Regions from separate parts of the Zea mays genome. Here regions 1 and 3 are each linked to region 2. The links are chromatin contacts, called in public Hi-C maps. All regions are on one chromosome and are shown on one strand. Each heading gives the region's core, a stretch centred on a gene start, on an enhancer-like site or on the middle of the called end of the contact. The rest is flanking DNA. Distances are from core to core; before and after follow the strand shown.

Region 1 (3,161 bases), core at 373-2,872, 210 kb before region 2:
CTATCATATGCATTTCATTGTGGTTTTATTATTAATTTTGATCTCTTATTTGATTGGGTTGGTATCTACTTATACTTAGTAACTACTAATAAAACTTTGACCAACTTTAAAAGCAATGCGCAGCTTTAACCATCTTATTTGGTAGGCCTTATACTTCACATGAGCCCCCACTGTAAGTGAGCTCATGCACATTATTCCCCACAACTTGTTAAGCGATGAACGTATGTCAGCTCACCCTTGCTGTACTCATATCCCCCAGGTCAAGGATATGTACCCACTAGATGAGGAGCATGAAGGAGGTCTCGAGGAGTTCGTGAGAGGTCTAGGCCATCGTCTCCAAGTCAACTATGGTTGCAAAGGATCGTTGTCTTCGTATGATGTAATTATTTAACTATTTTGTATAGAAATTATACTTTATAACAAATATATGACATTGCTTCTGTACCATGAGTCATCATATGTATGAGACTTGATCCTAGCACACATTTGATTCACACCGGGTTTGGCCCTTAAATCTGGGTGTGACAGTAGAGTAAATTGACCTAAATTATTTAATAGATTAAACTCTACACCTAGAACCTCTTTTCCCACCTTGTTCACCTAAACTTAAGTTGGTGCCTTAGCCCAACTCGGCAGTGAACAACAAACTAGCATGCATAGTAGGTTGTATGACCTATCTAGCCTAACCTAGAAGCAAAACAACAAAACCAGATTCTGACTAATCTCAATTAGCTTATAACCCCCCGCTAAGCCCCCTACTCTACCTACTAAGCTATTTGGTTTACCTACAAATATGTCTTAACCACATGTCCCTAACTCGTATGGCAATACCAAGACCCGATCTCTAAAATGAGTCAAAGATCCATCATCCAGATTAAAGCTTTTCTTACCCTAACTTTTCTTACCTCGACCTATCCTCACTGTCAACCAAATCTCATTGTGCCTGCTAGTTGGCTAGACATAAAAGAATGCTAATGCTTTCCTAATCACTCACTAATTAATGAGAAAAGATGAGAAAACTTTTTGATATTGAAACCAATTCAAAAAAAACAAGAAACTAAAACTATAAACAAAACGGAAATAACTATATCTCTTTTCTTACTAATCTTGAGGATGAGATTATTTCTAAGGGGGTATAATTTGTAATACCTAAAATCATGCTTAGGGATTTATTAAAAATATTTTTGAAGATCTAAATAAATATGAACTCTATATAGTCGATTAAATGCAAAAGATCATTATATGGACTTTTGCTATATATTTTGAAATAGTCACTCGTATTTCTTAATGGAGATTATATATTATAAATTTTATTTTAACAACAAATAATAAATAAGAATATTTGAAAGGACTTTCAATTGAACTTCACATCCAAAATAATGTTTTCTTCAAAGAGAACAATATGTGTGTGGCATGATTAAAAGTGTTTGCTTAAATTAAAAAAAGAAAAATATATAAATGGGAAACTGCTCACATGGGCCACGTTTTCCCACAACTAGGCCAACCAAGCCAACGACCCAGCTAGCCCATTCCCACGCTAGCCCAACTCCACTGCATCTTGTGACCAGTAATCCATTTAGCGACCGGTCACCACCATGCAGGGTCCATTGCTCATCCTCACATGTGCTGGACACACTGGCACCTGAGACGCTGGCGCGTGGGACCATCTTCACAGAACCATCTTCCCAGGTGTCACCACTCCGCGCTAAATCCCAAACAGAATCCTCACCTCCAAATCCTCCGCGGGGCCGTTAGAACGGTTTGCCAGCTGGTGTCCTTGGCCGGGATATAAAAACGGACCTTCCCCAGGCCCATGGGATCATCTAGCCAGAGAGCAGGGCCATAGGGCATGGTGTTTCCTCAATGTAGAGAGTGTGGCACCGGGGGAACAGCCGAATAGCCACCATCGTAGATCGTCATGTGCGCCCTTGCTCGATGTCCCGTGTGCGGCTAGGATGGTGCGCCGGGGAGTGGTGATCTTGGCCAGCGACAACTCGAGTGCGGGGAGTCATTGGGGCACGATGATTTCTTGTCGATGTTGAAGAACTGCCACCGAGTCGTTGTTCTCCATTGACTACACGCGCTGGTGTTCGATTTTAGTAAGAACCTACTCTCTCTAACTCGCTATGACCTGAGCATCGAGTAGTGTGTTCCATACTAGATGATAAAGCACTGGAACCGCGCATCTGCGTTCTCCGGCGTGGGCTCGCTACGTTACTGGGCGGCGCCACCGACTGAAGCTGGGGGAGGAAGACGGGTGTCTAAGATTAGATCCTAGTTAGCCTTTCATTCCATCGAAGCAGAGTCGTAGATCTTTTATCCGATGATGCGGAGCAAATCAAGCAATCATAAAATCTTGATCATAGATCTCGGATCTGAGGGCCAGAATCGCGTATCGGTTCAATAGATTGTGGATATAGTCTGATCCATTGGATGGGAATCAGTCGACTGTAGTATAAGGGTACCCCTTCAGCCGAGCAAACTTGTTAAAGTGTTCCTATGTTATTACGCATTCAACCCACCATCCCCATAGTAAAAACGTCGCAAAAGAGTCCTTGTCTTTGAAAATTGAACCCTAAGTTATTGGAGTTTATTACCCGCAGTCCAGGAATTAGGATTAACTCTAGAAAATGATTTTGATATAAAAATAAACCTAAAAATCTTAGATGAATCATAACTTGACCATTTTAACTCCGATTTAGTCCATTCCAGTTGCATTAGCTTCGTAATATTATTGCCTACGCTTTTTGTAACATTATTTTATCAGGTAACATGTTATCAGAAAACTATTGGTTTAACCGATGCTTAGTATATTAATCTTGCTAAACAAAGATAATCTATCTATAGTTATAACCTAACTAAAATATGATCCATAATCAAGTTGTAACTTGGATTAAGGTTTAATAACTATTTCATTGTAATATTTTCTCACTTGATTTATATTAATTAACATAGAATATATATTTCTTATTTAATCTCCTAAGAACTGCAGAAAACTATATCTTTTTAACTGTAACTCCGATTTTAGTGATCCTCGAACCTACAATCTCTTAGCAATGCATGGAATATTCTTAAGTAGTTTGTTCTTGTACTTTGGTGTATTGTTACCATACCCATTATTTTCTTGAATGTATGTGTTGCTATGATAGAAGCGAGGTTGC
Region 2 (2,865 bases), core at 252-2,751:
GCCCTGGGTCGGGCGGAGCGGAGTTTCCTATGGTGCCTGAGGCCGGGCCTGACTGCCTGTCAGCCTCACTCTGTCGAGCGGCACAGCAGTCGGAGCGGCGCAGGCGGCGCTGTCCTTCTGTCAGGCCGGACTGTGGAGCGGCGAAGTGACTGCGGTCACTTCGGCTCTATCGACTGGAGGACGCGCATCAGGATAAAGGTGTCAGGCCACCTTTGCATTAAATGCCCCTGCGATTTGGTCGGTTGGCGTGGCGATTTGGCCAGGGTTGCTTCTTGGCGAAGACTGGGCCTCGGGCGAGCCGAAAGTATGTTCGTCGCTGGAGGGGGGCCTCGGGCGAGACGGAGATCCTCCGGAGTCGGCTGCCCTTGCCCGAGGCTGGGCTCGGGCGAGGCGTGATCGAGTCCCTCGAATGGACCGATCCCTGACTTAGTCGCACCCATCAGGCCTTTGCAAATTTGTGCTGATGGGGGTTACCAGCTGAGAATTAGGAGTCTTGAGGGTACCCCTAATTATGGTCCCCGACACGCGGGCACCGAGCGAAGGAGGAAGACACCGTTCAATAGTAATTCGTTCCTAATCAGGTAATCCCAAATCGGTAAATCCCCTGTCTAGTTGACCAATTCACATGTTTATTTATACATGTACACAGATTTGTACATGTAGTCATACATAAAATCCACCGTACCTTAAATTCTAGGCATCCTCCGCCACTTAAGAAAGCTGACCATGCCCGTTATCTACTGCTGCAGGGTATACTTCTTTGTCTCAACGGTATACAATCCTATTACTCTATTTTGTTTCTGTTCATCGTACTAGGTTTTGATTCAACTGTTATTGAAAATATTTATGAGGTCCAGTCCAGCTACGACTTGCGTGTATCCATCTGGGATTGTTCAACACATATGGTTCAGGTCGCGCGCGTGATCTGCTGGTAATCAAAGAGAATGCACGTACGGCTGATTGATGAATGAACGGACCCATGCATCATACATACACCTCTGCGCATCAGGCTGGCGCAGCGCAGTAAAATATATGTAAATGCTGGAGAGATGATGATGGTAGTGGTTATTAAATTAACTACTAGTTCCACCGCTGACACATCTGGGAAAAGCATCCATGGCCTTTTCTGCAGCAAGGAAAGGGTAGTCAGACCTGGGAGCAATTATCTATTATTCTTCTATGATCCCTTTTCACAATAATATAATTGAGATATATATTGGTGTTCCATCGTTACTGCAGCGGTAGCTTTTTAACAGGCACTCCATGGCTCCATGCTGCATGAGTAGTAGTAGAAGTACTCCGTTATGCATATCATTCGCTTATCCCATCATTTCACCATCTCTAGCTAGCTAGTATAATCTACTGCTATGCCGTAGCCTAGGGGTCATAAACCTGTAGTACTGCTGTACTGGTAGACTTCAAACCCTAATCAAAGAGGGACGTGGCATGGCCTGACATTCAGCATCACTTTATTCCAAACCGGTCAAAAGCGCAGATTTGGATGTTGGACACGGTGGGCCCCACGGCCCACCACCACCGGAGACGGGGAGGACCAGCACGCCCCCAGACTGCTCAGCGGCTGAAACCAGCAACAAGCTGTAATTATTATATTAAACAAATATACACGGCTGATTCGGCTTTGCTCGGCATCGATCCATCAAGCATCTCAGGAATCGTGGATAATAATAATGCAACCGACCCTATATCCGTATCCTCGCGCTGTCTCGAGAGTATCCTTCTATTCTTCCTCCTCTGTGTTTCATTCACCTAAGATATATATTAAGAACTTTTTTCAGTATTATACTCTCAAATATCTTTATATATATATATATATATATATATATATATATATATATATATATATATATATATATATATATATATATATATATATATATATATATATATATAATTCATTGTCTAAAGTATAAAAATAAATAAACGTAACAAAAGAGCGCCTTATGTATAGAGTGTTGGCGTCAATTTAGACACCAATCACTAACGATCCCTAGATCGTCACAACAATGAGTATAGACCTTGGTGATGATCCAGTAGGGTCGAGACTTTGGAGAACGATATAGTAAATAAGATGTAATATAAATAACACTATCTCCAATACGCTATTGAACTCTACCTCTATCGTTGCTTTATAGGACACCACCTATATGATGGCCACCACCTATTTGGAGACAAACAACAACGAAGCATAGGGTCTTCTCATGATGAGAAATACCTTACGTTCGGCTCTGCGAGGTAAATGCCGATGGCGGTCTGTGATAGATCACTGGACCGCCATGCAATGCTTCCTGCGGTGACGCGAACTATCTGCGACATGTGGTTGAACGGCCCGTGACCCAACTGCGGGAGTAAATCTTCCATTTGAAAATAGACACTCGGCAAAGGTCATTTTACACTCGTCAAAACTTTTACCGAGTGTAAACCCTAAACCCTAACACTCAGAAAAAAATACTTGGTAAACATTTTATCGGCAAAGGATTTTTTACCGAGTACTTTTTTCAGACACTCAGCAAAGAAAAGCACTCGACAAATTAAGAATCGAAAAAACCCCAAAAAAACAGCAAAACATTTTTTAAATTATAGGAACGTCTCTCCAACCACTAACTATTACTACCATACTCATCGTCTAATCATTTTTCACTATTATTTTGTATCATATTTACATGTTTTGTATGTTTTGTGGATGGTGAGATTCGAACTCGCAACCTCCCTCGCGCATACCCTCATTTACCACTACACTACTATATAAATTATGTCCATATTACATTTTCATTTCTCATATACTATAACCAATCGAAAGTAATTTGATTATTTAAGGCACTAAATAAAAGACATAACTTTTCTAGA
Region 3 (3,342 bases), core at 788-3,287, 150 kb before region 2:
AAAAACTTAAACATATTCTAATGTATCAATGTACATTTTAGATGTTTTTTATACTTTTAGAATTGCGTCGTTGTACATACAGTAATGACCTAGTGAAATAGATACTCCCTCCGTCCACATGATTTAGTTGTTTTGGGTTTGTCCTAAGTCAATCACTATCAACTTTGACCGATTATATCGGATATTGTATAAGATTTAAAAATTGAAAGTAAAGTTACTGGATTCATCATGACTTGAACTAACATATTATATAATTCTTTTAGTTTAAAATAATTTAATCTTATATATATTGTTGATCAAAGTTAAAATAGTTTGACTTGGGATAAATCTAAAATGACTAAATCATATGGACGGAGAGAGTATGTTATAAAGCAACCTTGAGAGTCAGCTATGGCGTAGAGCTAATGATACAACCATGGAGGGACAACCTTGAGAGTCAGCTATGGCGTAGAGCTAATGATACAACCATGGAGGGACAGTCGGATAACTCAAGTTTCCACGGTTTCCATCTTCGTCATGTTTTCCCACATTTAATTTAAATAGTAAAAATACTAAAAATACGTATAAATGGAGATGCAAACCATGGTTGTCGGGTTTAAACCCACGTTCACACCTACTTAGCCAACGAAACACATATGTTTTTATGTTTATTCTATATTTAAATATAAATAAAACTGTAGCAACGTACGGACACATTGCGAGTTAGCTTATTATTCATGTGTTTTTTGTTCTTGTATCATGGATTCCTACATTACAAACACCACTTTTGATCTTTTTTCTACGTTTTCTATTTTTCTGTTTTACAATCTCATTCCTATACATTTCCTTTGTTTTTGTACATTGTTTCTCTATTTCTCAGCTGTAAATATTGCGCTACTACTGCCTATTAAGAACCTAGAGTAAATCTTATTGATTTTTCAGAGAGGGGAAATGACTTGTGAATGGTGCAAGCAATAATATGTACAAACTACAAAGCTAGGTTCATCTACAAAGATAAAAGAGAAATACTAGGCGAGGACCAAAGCACTATTAATAGGTCCTTTTGAAGTCATCCTGAACAGTTGTGAAACAATAGCTTTTCTAACCAACAGATCTATTATTTCAACCAGTGATCCAAACAACAACTGAAGTTTTTCCCCCAAATCTAAAGACAGAGATGAGCCCTCTGCCCATAAAAAGTTGGCGTGGATTTGGAAAAAAAAAAAGCAGCAGCAATCAAGATTGCGCCCGGTTTCCATCTGGAACCCGTAAATAATCCATGCATGTACGCCTTGTTGTGTGTCCTTGAAACAAATCCAGGAAATTCAACGAACGTGGCTAGCTGTTTCAAACGTCGCCCATCAATGTGAATAGCGCTTTTTTTTTCCAGGTGGGTGGCAATGCGTGTCATACCCCATCCCAGAATTGGTACCGGGTCTATGTTGGGAACGCAATTAATCTGGAGGGAATACAGTAGCGCGGAAGGATACAGTAGCCCCCTCCCCTGTACAGGGAGACCAGCTATCCGAGTGTCCCTCAGTGGCTGTATCATTAGCTGCCGTTGCTGACTCTGAAGGCTGCTTTGCAACCTATCTATTTCACTAGGTCATTATGGTATGTACAACCCGGAGTATTGTAGTGTACCAGGCGTGGTCTTTCCTAGTATACTATTCTTCATATACTGTAGGCTTTACTTGAACCTATACCAAGAGGACAGTGTTGCATTCTTGATATGGTGAGAATGGGGCTTGGCCTGTGCACTCCTTCCCATCTCCATCGTCCATCTTTCCTTCGTCCTCGATATGACTACCCATCCATCCGAGTCTAGTCTTCACCCCGCCTACCGCCCGCTACCAGCACAGCAACTGCTGCACCATCAGTGAGCACAAATATCACGCCAGTGGCCAGTGGGTGACCTCTCCACTAATAGATGATGTTTTAGGATTTAAATTGTGTTATAAAATAGATGATGCTTTTTTGAAAGGTATTTTGGTAGTTTATATCGCCCCTCACAACAGATTGACTGCTTTCCTTCCTCCCCAGCAGTTTTGGCTGGTTGAATGAAAAAGAAAAAAAAATGTCATATTCACATACTATTATATATTGGTATTTGGCGGACACGGTCGAGAGGGTGAGACTCTTCTTCAATTCATCGATCTCGTCCTCGTTTTGTCCCTATCAACCCTTTTTCTTCTGTCTCTCTCCTCTCCCTTTCTACCTTGCAGCATCGGCATCGCATCGCATTGTTTTCTCCTCTCCCGCATCCCAAATCTTCCTTTCTAAACCCCCTAAAACCTCCACGAAATACCCCACCGCCCCCCCGGCCCCCGCGCGCGCATGGACGGCCCACCGCGGCCGCCGCCGCCCAATGTGCAGCTTCGATCGCCGTCCGCGCGCGCCGCCGGGTGCCGACTCCCGCATTAGCCGCCCGCCGCGGGAAATCCCACGCCGCTGCCACAGCGGGATTCGATTGGCGGGTTGGTGACCGGAAAGGAAGAGGGGGTGGGGTGGTTCCCTTTCTTTTCTCCGTACCGCGCTTCGCGATCGGTTTGCCGATCGTTAGTTGGCTGGTCGGTTCGTCTGCCCCTTGTTCGCTGGGCGGCGAGGCGGGCCCGGCTGCCATGTCCACGGCAACGGCCAAGGAGGAGGAGGCGGCCGCGGCCGCGGCGCCCGCAATGGTCGGCGAGGAGGCCGCCGCGCGCGCCGCGCTGAAGCGCTACGAGGCCCTCCTCACTGTGCGGGCCAAGGCGGTCAAGGGCAAGGGCGCCTGGTACTGGGCGCACCTCGAGCCCGTTCTCGTCCCGCCCGCCGAAACCGGCATGCCGCCCAAGGCCGTCAAGTTGCGCTGCGCCCTCTGCTCCGCCGTCTTCTCTGCCTCCAACCCGTCAAGGACCGCCTCCGAGCACCTCAAGCGTGGTACCTGCCCCAACTTCGCTTCCCCGCCGCCGGGACCCGCCGGCGCCTCGGCCTTGCAGCCGGCGCCCACGCCCACGCAGCAGCTCGCGCTGCCGTCCAACTCCACCGCCTCATCCCCTGTCCCCATCTCCTCCATCGCGCCCTCCTCGTCGCACCACCACTCCAATCCGCACCACCACCACCACCAACAACAACAATCCGGCAGTCGCAAGCGCCATTCCATGCCACCCGCGTACACGCCGGCGGAACCCGTGTCTCACCATCATCACCTCGTCGTTGTTGACCCGTCCTTGGTCTACCCTTCGGCGTTGCCCGCGCTGCCGGCGCCCCCTCCGCCACACCAGTCGGAGCTCGTGCTCTCCGGCGGTAAAGGCGACTTCAGCGCTCTCGCCATGCTCGAGGACAGCGTCAAGCGCCTTAAGTCACCCAAGGCATCGCCGGTCACCA

The links. A called contact is a pair of places that touch in the nucleus more often than the background predicts.
Region 1: a contact with region 2 is called in a Hi-C map of ear, with 2.1 times the contacts expected there. The contact joins two enhancer-like sites. A contact is called at or near these places in 4 of 25 Hi-C or Micro-C datasets (ear, endosperm, leaf and 1 more).
Region 3: a contact with region 2 is called in a Hi-C map of root tip, with 8 times the contacts expected there. The contact joins the promoter of LOC103626874 here to the enhancer-like site in region 2. A contact is called at or near these places in 14 of 25 Hi-C or Micro-C datasets (bundle sheath, ear, leaf and 4 more) and 1 of 3 datasets of contacts at active chromatin or transcription factors (leaf).

Annotation. Positions count from the first base shown.
Region 1 is chr5:128,743,764-128,746,924 of Zm-B73-REFERENCE-NAM-5.0, forward strand. No RefSeq gene overlaps it. Among protein-coding and RNA genes, the nearest start is that of LOC103626874, 58 kb to the right of the region's middle. Within about 2 kb of position 1,623, at least 15 of the 20 cell types and tissues checked have an H3K27ac peak or open chromatin away from gene starts, as enhancers often do. A contact at or near this core is called in ear, leaf and tassel, where this site is marked.
Region 2 is chr5:128,949,715-128,952,579 of Zm-B73-REFERENCE-NAM-5.0, forward strand. No RefSeq gene overlaps it. Among protein-coding and RNA genes, the nearest start is that of LOC100280502, 93 kb to the right of the region's middle. Within about 2 kb of position 1,502, at least 16 of the 20 cell types and tissues checked have an H3K27ac peak or open chromatin away from gene starts, as enhancers often do. A contact at or near this core is called in bundle sheath, ear, leaf and 3 more, where this site is marked.
Region 3 is chr5:128,801,697-128,805,038 of Zm-B73-REFERENCE-NAM-5.0, forward strand. LOC103626874 reads left to right here and starts at 2,038. Exons shown (of 1, transcript XM_008647228.2): 1 at 2,038-3,342. The coding sequence starts at 2,601.